Linked DNA regions of Ovis aries: region 2 is linked to region 1. Evidence: chromatin contacts called from public Hi-C data. All regions are on one chromosome and are shown on one strand. Each heading gives the region's core, a stretch centred on a gene start, on an enhancer-like site or on the middle of the called end of the contact. The rest is flanking DNA. Distances are from core to core; before and after follow the strand shown.

Region 1 (5,344 bases), core at 844-3,343:
AGCACATCGCCCGCCGCCCATCCCGCTAACCAGGCAGTGCGTGTTTGCACCACCTGTGCAGAGTCTAGGCGCGTGTGTTAGAACACGGGTGCTCTTGTCTGACCTCGGGAGCTAAGCAGGGCCAGGCCTGGTTAGTACTTGGATGGGAGAAGCGTGTTAAGAACCTCTTGACTATTGACAAACAAGCAGAAGAGCATTTATATATTCTGGGCCATCTTAGGGCTCCGTAGGGAGTTATCATTCTCTTGGAGGTTGAGATTCCTTCTTCTGGTGACATTAGAGCCTGTGAGATGAGCCAGATGACGCAGGCACTCTGCAGACAGTGTGTCAGACACCAGGGCCTACAGGAATGCTGGTGGTTTGAGTCTTTAACCAAGAGGGGATGAGCGTGGGCCTGGTGACAGTGTGGCCAGTGTAAGAGTGTGTAGCGTGGGGCGGCTGTCCTGATTTGGGATATAGCTCTCACCTTTCTCTGGCTGTGCCAGGGTTCGGAAGACTTTTGGATCTTTGCCTAAAAAGCCAGAAGCGTAGCAGTGGCCCTGGGTAATGCCTGAGTGACCTTCCAGACACACCTGGCTTTGAGATCCCATCCAGCCTGTGGGCCTGGGATGAGGGCCCAGGGAAGGTGCCCAGAAGAACAGCAGCTGCACTTGGGCTCTTCCTGTTCTCTGTCGCCAGCAAGGGCCCCCCCGGGGTGGTGACAGCACAGGCCTGCCTGGCAGCCAGGGTGCCCCCAGTGCCCCTTGGGTGACTCTAAAGACTGAACTAGATGTCTGACACCAGGGCTCGTGTTCCAGCCTGTCATCTGGTCGAGCAGATGACCGGACCACAGCATTGGGGCAGGGCACCGACAGGCACAGGGCCGGCTGGTGCCCGGGAGGGGCCAGGGGCCCAGGGCTTGCTGCTCACCCGTTCCCGCGGCCCCCGCTCTGTCCTCAGACCCAAGGCTGAGGGCTACAGAGCTGGTGACAGCACAGGTCGCACCTGCAGCCCGGAGCCTCAGCCCCTGGGGCTGTTCTGCTCTCAGAGCTGTTAGCGTCCCCCAAGGTGTCCAGTGCACAGCTGGCTGGTCAGTGCGCCAGACTCCTGCCTACGGTTCTGACCCCATGAAGGGTCCCTGGGTGTCGGTCCCCTAGGGACCCAGGAGGCGGGTGCTGAGGCTTTGTTAGGCTGGGCCTGGGTGCACACCTGTACTTAGTGAGGACACACAGCCCTAGGCCCCTGAACGGCCTACACACACACGCAGGCAGAGAAGCCAGAACTGTGGCCGTGCGTGTGCTAAGTTAGGAACTGGAGGTCCTAGCATGACCTCGCTTGGGGGTTTGTTGTCGTAAGTTAATCTTAAAGGAGACCGTGCTTTCAGGAGGCCAGGGTGCCCCGCCAGAGCAGAGCCTGGTGATGAGCTTCATGATGGTCCTGTAAATACCGTGTAGTCACTGTGTTTTGAGAGTGAGTCAGATGTGTTAACACAAGAGTTTGGTTGGCACAGAGCTGGCGTGGAGAACAGGCTTGCGTGGTATGCACGAGAGCCCGTGTCTGCTAACAACTATGCAGGCAGCAGGCGTTTACAAAGAGAAAAGGGCTGATTCTATCCATACTAGTCAGGAGCAGCCAGGCTCCTTCCTGCAGGGGTGTGTGTGTCTGTGTGTGTGTCTGTGTGTGTGTCTGTGTGTCTCCTTGTCCTGAAGCCCAGTCACAAACACATGCTTGGGCAGAGCTGGTCCATCTCCTGCAGCAAAACCTGCTGGAGCTCAGAGACCAAGAGTGTCACCGCCGCCACCCTGTAAGGGGGCTTGGGGCTGGGCCAGGCTCAGGGGTCCACCTGACCACACACCTCTGTCTCAATGCCCACTGCCCCTGGCCCAAGAGGCTCCCCTGGTCTCAAGACCTGGACCAGGGGTTGGGTTCCTCCAGACGTGCCACTGAAGTTGGGTGTAGCAGGGCAGGAGTCTAGGTGCAGAAGAGTCTCGAGGCCTTCCAAGAGAACAGAGATCCCTGCCCATGGTTCGAGACACACCTTGAGGGGGTGGAGGCCTTGGGGGTTGGAGGCATGAAGGGGCCTCAGGGTCTGAGGGCCCCCAAGGACAGTGGAATTTGGACAGATGCTTCTGACGGGGATGGAAAGTGAGATTAGGGGAGCAGGGGAATCTGGGGACCCTCTTCACGGCATAACTGAGGCTGCCGCCCCACACACCTGCCCTGCCTGCCCAGCCAGCCTGTGGCCATCATGAGGACAGACATCTCATCAGTGACCCAAGGGTGAGGGTCCCAGTCTCTGAGGACCCCTCAGTGGCACTGAAACCACAGACGGGGCTCCCTCCCTGCAGCTGGGTGTCTGCGTGTGTCTCTTCCCCCCATATCTCCCCAAATGTCAGGCCTTGTGCCTCAATTTCTGGATAGCCTTCATGTCCCCCCATGTCCCTGTCTGGGCTCCTCAGTTTCAGGGACCAGGTCCGTGACCCTCAGCCACAAGGGTCTCCCCTGTCTGCACCAGGGAGCCAGGGGGCGGGGCAGCTGCTGCTTACCTCATGCTGGTGGGTCGCAGACATCTGTCACCAGGCGCACGTTCTCTCTTTCAACTTTTGTTTTTAAACGTCATGTCGGAAGCAGAGACTAGAAATAGAAAAGGAAGCCAGTTGGTTTCTACTGAATATTTGAGAGTGAAAGATTTCTTTTCTGTAGTTTGAGGAGAGTGGGTGCAGATGAGCTGTGTGTGTGCATGTGTGTCCCAGATCTTGTTATGAGATTAATTCAATCTAATAATTCCCTGGGCCAAGGCCATAATCGATTTTGATGGATCCCAGGGCTGCCCCAGGTCCTCAGTAATGCGATGACGGTCCTGACGTAACGGGATTAAGTCCTGGACAGACCGGCAGCGGCGCTGACTTCATCCTGTTGTCATTTCCATGTGGGGAAATTAAGACCATTCATCACGACTAACTCTTCCAGGAAGCAGACTTGGGAAACGCTCGGGTCATCTGGGTGCCCTGCAGGCGGGCGGGGGTGCATGCGGGCCCCAGCAGCCACGGGCAGGCCAGGCCGCACACCATGGCCAGGATCTGGGGCAGAATGTGAAACGTTTTCACGAAGGACGAAGTGTAAAAGCCAGCTCGGCCCCAGTGGCATTTCTGAAAAGCACAGTAGCTCGTGTAGGGCTTGCTCTGCCCAGACTCACAGGGTCCCTCTGCTCTTAGGGGGGCGCGTGAAGACCTGGAAGCGGCGCTGGTTCATCCTCACCGACAACTGCCTCTATTACTTTGAATACACGACGGTAAGCGCAGGGCTGCGGGTCCTCCAGGTCGCGGGACCCTCGGCGGGTGCGGGGGAGGCTGGCTGAGCGCTTTGTCCCGCAGGATAAGGAGCCCCGGGGAATCATCCCGCTGGAGAACCTGAGCATCAGGGAGGTGGAGGACCCGCGGAAACCCGTAAGCTGGCTTCCCCGCCGCCCGCCCTTCCCTCCCGCTCCCCCAGCACCAGGTGACAGTCGTGTCTGTCTCCACCAGAACTGTTTCGAGCTGTACAACCCCAGCCACAAAGGGCAGGTCATCAAAGCCTGTAAGACAGAGGCGGACGGCCGGGTAGTGGAGGGCAACCACGTGGTGTACCGCATCTCGGCGCCCAGCCCGGAGGAGAAGGAGGAGTGGATGAAGTCCATCAGGTGCGCCCGGGCCCGCCGGGCGGGGCCTGTGCTGTGGGCGTGTCAGGGGCGGGGCCTGTGCGCTAGGTAGGCCGGGAGGGTCGGGCTCTCGTCTGGTCGGGGCGGGTGAGGCCCGAGCTGGGGCTGTCAGAGGGGCGGGGCTGTTGTCGAGCGCGAGTGGCGCTCTTGATGGGGCCTTGTGTGTAGGACTGCCCCGCCCATCCTAACCCAGTTTTTTTTACCCTCTCCCAGAGCGAGTATCAGCAGGGATCCTTTCTATGACATGTTGGCCACGAGGAAAAGGAGGATTGCCAATAAGAAATAGAGCTTTCCTGGTCTGAGCAGCAGGTAAAAGTAAACTGAAACCCCACAGCAGAGTGACTGGGGGGCCCTCCACGACCCCCTGGACCACCCCGACGGCCTGCCCTGTCTCCTCCGGGACAGCAGCCCCTGCTGATCTCAAGAGGCCTCACGTCACCCCTTCCCGCCGCCGCCCTCCCAGCTCCGGGTACATCCTTCTCGAAGCCCCGGCCTGCAGCTGCGCCTGGTGGTCCAGCCTTGAATATCCGCGGGGCAGACTAGGGGCCACACGTGCTCCTTGGTGGCAGTGGCTGTGTTGGCCGTTCTGGAAGCCACTGTTTTGTGTCATAACAGGAAAGGAAAAGCTACCACTTTTTTATTGAGTTTTTTTCTCAGATATATAGGATTATAGCTTTTATACGCCTTTTTATATTCTGAAATTATAATGAAAGATACTTTCTAACAGTAGTATTTTTAGAATGGCAGCTATAAATTTAACTTCTGGACACACGTATATACTGTGCACTGAGAACAAGTTACATACACACATATGCAGCAACTGGGGAGTGGGTGCCGTGCTCAAGGGGAACCCGAGGGCGCCCCCTGGTGGAGGGAGACGCCCGCGTCCTTGAAGACGCGCGCTGGGCAGGGTGGCTCCAGGGGTCCCGTCTTCTGAGTCACCCAGCTCCGTCTTCGTGGCCCCGCAGATAACTTTTACAAAGACACAAATCATTAAATTTTGGTTTGGGGTGTTTATCCTGTAACTGCTGAATCCCAGGACGGACAGTGTATGTATTGAACCACATGAAACTGCTCATATTTGACCCCTTTCTGATACCCACAAACAGCAGTGTCACGTGGTCCAACCGAACACATGGTTCAGGCCAGCTGTGACCCCTGTCTTCACTACTTAAGGCCTGTTGGCCAAACGAATGCTTATAATGATCAGATATATTAATGTAATGTGTAGACATATAAGGAACTAGAGACAATCTTGCTCCGTGTTTTGAGAGATTTGATATATTATAGGAAGGGAAAGAGCAGGCTGGGGGATGAAGGTGTATAGCACTTACGCTTTTCTGTAAATAGTTTAAAACCCCAAATATGCACTGGTGGTTGGACTGGCGAAGATCCCTGACCAGGAGGTTGCCAGGTGCCGCTGGCTGAGGGAGAGGTGCTCAAGCGTGCAGTGAGGAGCTGGGCCCATCACGCCACAGAGATGGCCCAGGGGTGCACAGGTGGGACATTCAGGGCCGGGCCAGTGACATGCCTCTTGTTGTAAGTTTCATTTCCACCACCAGAACCCCCGCACATTATATGTAGGACCCCCTCGCCCACATGGGCTGTTTCAGTGGAGGGTCCCTTCCCTGGGGGACCTTACCCTGCCCCACTGCGAAGGCACCCACC
Region 2 (5,344 bases), core at 1,004-3,503, 91 kb before region 1:
TGAATTGGGTGATGCCAGCCCAATTTCAGCCCATCTTTACTGTCTACTGATTCGAATGTTAATCCCTCCCAGAAACACCCTCAGAGATACACCCAGAAATAATGTCTCACCGGCTCTCTGGGCGTGCGTCCCTGGGCCCAGTCAAGCTGACACATAGTTGACCTTCGCAACAAGACTGTCCTCATTCTCTCTGAATGAAACACATGGATGCTGAACAAGCACCAGGTTGCCTGTAAGGCCTTCCGTGATGGAGACTGGCATTACCTCTTTGTCTTTATTTTCTATGATTTTGAATATTTTAAATTATTTAAAAATTTTTAAAGCAAATTTATTTTTTAATTGAAGGAAAATTGCTTTACAATATTATGTTGGTTTTTGCCATACAACAGAGTGAATTGACCATAATTATACATATATCCCTCCCTCCTGAACCTTCTTCACCTCCCCTGCGCCACCCCTCTAGGTCATCACAGAGTACCAGTCTAGGCTCCCTGTTGTTTTTTTTTTTAATTTTTATTTTTTTTTAATAATTTTGTTTTCAAATTGAAGTATAGTTATTTCCAGTATTATATTAGTTTCAGGTGTACAGCATTGATTAAATTACATATATATATATGTATATACTTGTATATATATGTATATATATGTATATATATGTGTGTATATGTATGTATGTATAAATATATGTATATATATATTTATGTGTTACTGTATCTAAGGGCTTCCCAGGTGGCTTGGTGGGTGAAGAATCCGTTTGCAATGAAGGAGATGCAGGCAGATGCGGGTCTGATCAGATGGCATTTCCCAGATGGCGCTAGTGGTAAAGAACTGTCTGCCAGTGCCGGAGATGTAAGAGACATGGGTTCGATCCCCGGGGTCGGGAAGAACCCCTGGAGGAGGGCATGGAACCCACTTCAGTATTCTTGCTTGGAAAATCCCATGGACAGAGGAGTCTGGTGGGGAATAGTGCATAGAGTCGAAAGGTTCGGATATGACTGAGTGACTAAGCTGTCTCTCTCTATATCTATTTATCTGTGATACCTGTTATATTTATCTCTCTATATATAACATATATCCTTTTTCATATTCTTTTCTATTATGACTTATTACAGGATATTGAATACAGGTCCCTGTGCTATATAATAGGATCTTGTTATTTCTCTATGTTGTATACAATAGCTGGCATCTGTTAATCCAGAGCTCCTACTATTATCCCTTCCTCCCTTTCCCCTTTGGTAACTGTGCATTTGTTTTCTGTGTCTATCTTGTAAATAAATTCATTTGTATCTTTTTTTTTCTTAGATTCCACGTGTAAGCGATGTTTCATGATATTTGTCTTTCTCTGTCTGACTTCACTTCGTGTGATAATCTCTAGGTCCATCCATGTTAAATGGCGTTACTTCCTTCTTTCTCGTGGCTGAATAATATGCCACTGTGTGTGTATACCACATTTTCTTGATCCATTCATCTGGTTGGGCTGCCTCCGTGTCTTGATTTTTGTAAATAATGCTTCTGTGATCCCCAGGGTGCATGAATCTTTTCGAATCAGAGAAAAACTGTATTTTAGAATGAAGAACCTTCCCCCTGACCTTTCTGTGCTGAATTCCAAGCGTTTTATTGTCCAGTGGCCATGGGTCTTGACGTCTCTTTCAATCTTGCACCTCTGGAAACATGTCATCTTGTAGGAGGCTGTCACCCAGCCTGGGTCTATAGGAGAGGGGTGTGTGCTACAGGTCAGACTCGGGTTGGAAGCGCGACCTTGGTGCTCGAGTTCACTGGGGTCGAGACGATTCATGGGAACATCCTGTACCGACCCCCTGCAGAGCCACGTGGGGACTCAGAACGTGAGAGAGGACAGCGTGAGGCATGGAGGCGGGTCTCGGAAGCCATTGCCCCTAGACCTTCGGCCCCTTCCAGCTCCAGGCTGGACTCGGCCTCCCCCTCATCACCTCTAAAAATAGGATTTGGAAGTTCTCCCCCGTGTGACATAATGCATCTCTGGATCACAGGCAGGAAGTGAATGCTTTCCTGCCAGGCCAGCCGGGTCCCCGGGAGGTGGGCTGGGAGAGACATTCCTCTTCTGTTTCACCATAGACCGTTTCGGGGCACTTACTCTAAGCCTGCTTTCTTCAGTCTGAAAACACGGCTTCTCTTTGAAATTACGCAGCAAAACAGACGGCCTGGTTCTGGGTGATCCTGGATGTTTAGATGTTATGAACAACGTGTAGTCGAGTATGAGTCATCATCCCCTCCGCCTGCCGGAACTCTGTCCTGGGCTTGGGGGGACGCGTAAAAGCGGTGAGGGCATCTCAGGGAACGCACGCAGAGCCTCCAGCGATGAGCACAGACAGCAGAGTTTGGCTCCTTGACCCAATGGGTGCTGAAGAATTTGGTGAAACAGACTGGAGCTGGCGGGTCGAGGCTCGCGGCGCAGGATAACAGGGATACTGGTTTTCCGGGATCGGCAGTGAGAAGCGAAGGTTTTCAGTGCCTTGCAGCTGCGCATCAGGTTCTAAGGGTGAGCAAGACAGGAGTTGTTCTGTCCATCCGCGGGTTGGGGAGAAAAGTGACTCTCAGACCTGTGAGTGCTGAGGAATCTCCCAGGGGCTGCGGGGCATCCCGGAAGTGGCTCTCAGACCCCTGTTCACTCCCCGGCCAGTGCCCTGGATACGGACCGGTGCTTCTAACACAGGAGCCTCCGCTCAGCCCAGCTAACTGGTTCACGGAGGCTTGCCAAACGCCTGCGGGAAGCCGGCCAGGCCTGTTCCAGGAGCTGCAGTTTGCAACAGACGACTCTTTTGAGATGCTGTTTCTGGGCTGATGGAGCAGGGTGTCACCTCTCTGTCCTGGGCAGAGACTGGAGCACCCCTAAACCCCTTGTCCTTCCAACCCATGAGATCCAAAGCTCCCCAGTCTTGGATGAAGCCAGCCCTCCGACACCTCTGCCCTTTAAAAGCAGAGAGGCTGACAGTCTGGTCCCGCCTGTGCCCTGGCCTGCACCCCTCTCGCCCAGCGGCCCCCGAGCTCTCATTGCGTCATCCAAGTCCTTCCTCCCCTCTGTGGCTGAGGGCCATTTCCTGCCGCCGCCCTGAACACCAGCACCAGCCTTGCGCTCCTTTCCTCAGCTATTTGCCCAAGAAAGACCCTTCTTGTGTGTGCCCGCTGTTGATTCAGTCATGTTCAACTGTTTGTGACCCCGTGGACCATAGCCTGCCAGGTTCCTCTGTCCATGGGATTCTCCAGGCAAAAATTCTGGAGTGGGTCACCATGCCCTCCTCCAGGGGAATCTTCCCAACCCAGGGATCGAACCTGCATCTCTTACGTGTCCTGAATCGGCAGGCAGGTTCTTTACCACTTGTGCCAGCTAGGAAGCCCAAGACCCTTTTCACTGCCCTCAGCTGTCTAAAACAAACTGTGAAAACAAACAGGGAACAAGAGATGAGAGTCAGGTTTTGCTCCGCTGCTTGAAGTAATTTGTTATAAGTTCTAATGGAAGCAAAACCCCACTCAAGATGATAAATGGGGGGAAGCCACAGTAATTGGATTTGCTGTTAAGTGGGTGTATTGCTACCAAATTGGACAGAAAATTACTGGGGACTCTTGGAGTGAGGATGATGGCGTCTCCGATGGTGGGGATGGGGCCTCGCCCTCCCTCTCTCGCTTCTTCCCGGTTGGCTGCAGCCTCCATGTTTTCCCCGAGGTTCCTGGGTCCCTGCAGACCATCTGGCTCTCGGGGGCACCCAGCCCGCCTGGTGGTCGCAGCCTGGCACTTTTGTTTTTTTTCCAATTCTGACTCTGATTGCTCGAGATTCCCCATCGGATCCCCATCAGATCAGACAGTTGCCACACTTCCCGTCATCACCCGCCCCCCAAACAGGAGTGCTTGTTGTGTTGAAGATGTCACTGTTTTTACTGTGGGGGAAAAGGAGTATACAAGCTGGCAAGGAAGAGAAAACGGGGGTGGGGAGGTACTATTTAATGGGGTGGAGTTTCAGCTGGGGTCAATGTCTGAGCTCTGCAGATGACCGTGTGGATGGTTGTGCGACAGGGTGAATGGACTCAAAGCCCCTGAACTGGACGCGTACAGATGGCAAACGTCATGTTACCTATTTTACCAGGATAAAAACTTAAAAAAAAAATCTTTTTTGAATGGAGAAATAAGTTTCTGGGATCTTGAGCGATCTGTCTCAATCAGGAGGCCAGAGGCTCCAGGCATCCTTTCTCTCTTGGAGCCCTCTCTGCCTGTCTCTGCCTCTCTCCCGGCCTCTGTCTCTACTTCTGTCTTTGTCTCTGTCTGTCTCTGTCTTTCTCTTACTCTCTTACTTGAGTTGCCTCCAAACCCTTCCTATCCTCTGGTTCCCCAGCCACAGACCTTAACCATCTGTTAAGGACTGAACTGTGCCTTCCCCGAATCATGTGTTGAAGCCCAACCCCCAAGGTGGCATTTGGGGGTGGTTCCTTGGGGAGGTAAATAAGTTTGGATGAGGCCATGAAGGTACAACCCCCACGGTAGGATTAGTGTCTTCATAAGAGGAGGAAGAGGGACTCCCCTGGTGGTCCTGAGGCTAAGATACCATGTTCCCAATGCAGGGGCCCGGGTTTGATTCCCAGGTCAGGAAACTAGATTCCACATGCCGCAACTAAAGATCACACATCCCTCGTGCCACCACTAAGACTTGCACAGCCAAATAAAAAAGTCTTTTTAAAGGGGAAGAAACTGGAGTTCACGCCCTCCCCCGCCTCTCTCTCTCTCCGGCTTGGGAGGACACAGCAGGAAGGCGACCGGCTGTAAGCTGGCCATCTATGAGCCGGGAAGAGGGCCCTCACCAAAAGCCAGGTCTTCTTGACCTTAGACTCCAGCCTCCATATCCGTGAGAAATAGATGTCAGTTTAAACCGCCCAGCCTCTGGTCTTCGGCCGTAGCAATCCCATACGAGGCGGACACCTGTTCCCTGTGGGTGTGCAGACTTGGGGTCCCCCTTTCTGAGCCCTCTGCCTCTCAGAGGAAAGAGTGCCTGCAAGGATTGTTCCCTGCTTCCTAGAGGGTGTATCACTTCCCTCCTGGTTGCTATAGAGACCCATGGGGAGGTTCCCCATTTTCCCCATCCCCCAACCCCTGGCAACCACTTCCACTTTCTATCTCTATGAGTTTGACTTTTTCTTAGATTCCACATATAAGTGATATCATACTTGTATTTGTCTTTCTCTGTCTGGCTTATTTCACTTAACACTGTGCCCCTCAAGGTCCATCTGTGTGCTCAATCACCCACTTGTATCTGACTCTTTGCAACCCCACAGACTGTAGCCTGCCAGGCTCCTCTGTCCATGGGATTTCCCAGGCAAG

The links. A called contact is a pair of places that touch in the nucleus more often than the background predicts.
Region 2: a Hi-C map of mesenteric adipose tissue shows a contact between it and region 1, with 4 times the contacts expected there. The contact joins two enhancer-like sites. A contact is called at or near these places in 12 of 16 Hi-C or Micro-C datasets (blood, mesenteric adipose tissue, mixed tissues and 5 more).

The regions. Positions count from the first base shown.
Region 1 is chr24:38,556,205-38,561,548 of ARS-UI_Ramb_v3.0, reverse strand. It overlaps CYTH3 (cytohesin 3), which reads left to right. Exons shown (of 14, transcript XM_060405726.1): 11 at 3,195-3,271; 12 at 3,354-3,425; 13 at 3,504-3,658; 14 at 3,890-5,344. The coding sequence ends at 3,962. Among named protein-coding and RNA genes, the nearest start is that of USP42, 46 kb to the right of the region's middle. Within about 2 kb of position 2,093, at least 7 of the 54 cell types and tissues checked have an H3K27ac peak or open chromatin away from gene starts, as enhancers often do.
Region 2 is chr24:38,647,695-38,653,038 of ARS-UI_Ramb_v3.0, reverse strand. No RefSeq gene overlaps it. Among named protein-coding and RNA genes, the nearest start is that of CYTH3, 27 kb to the right of the region's middle. Within about 2 kb of position 2,253, at least 14 of the 54 cell types and tissues checked have an H3K27ac peak or open chromatin away from gene starts, as enhancers often do.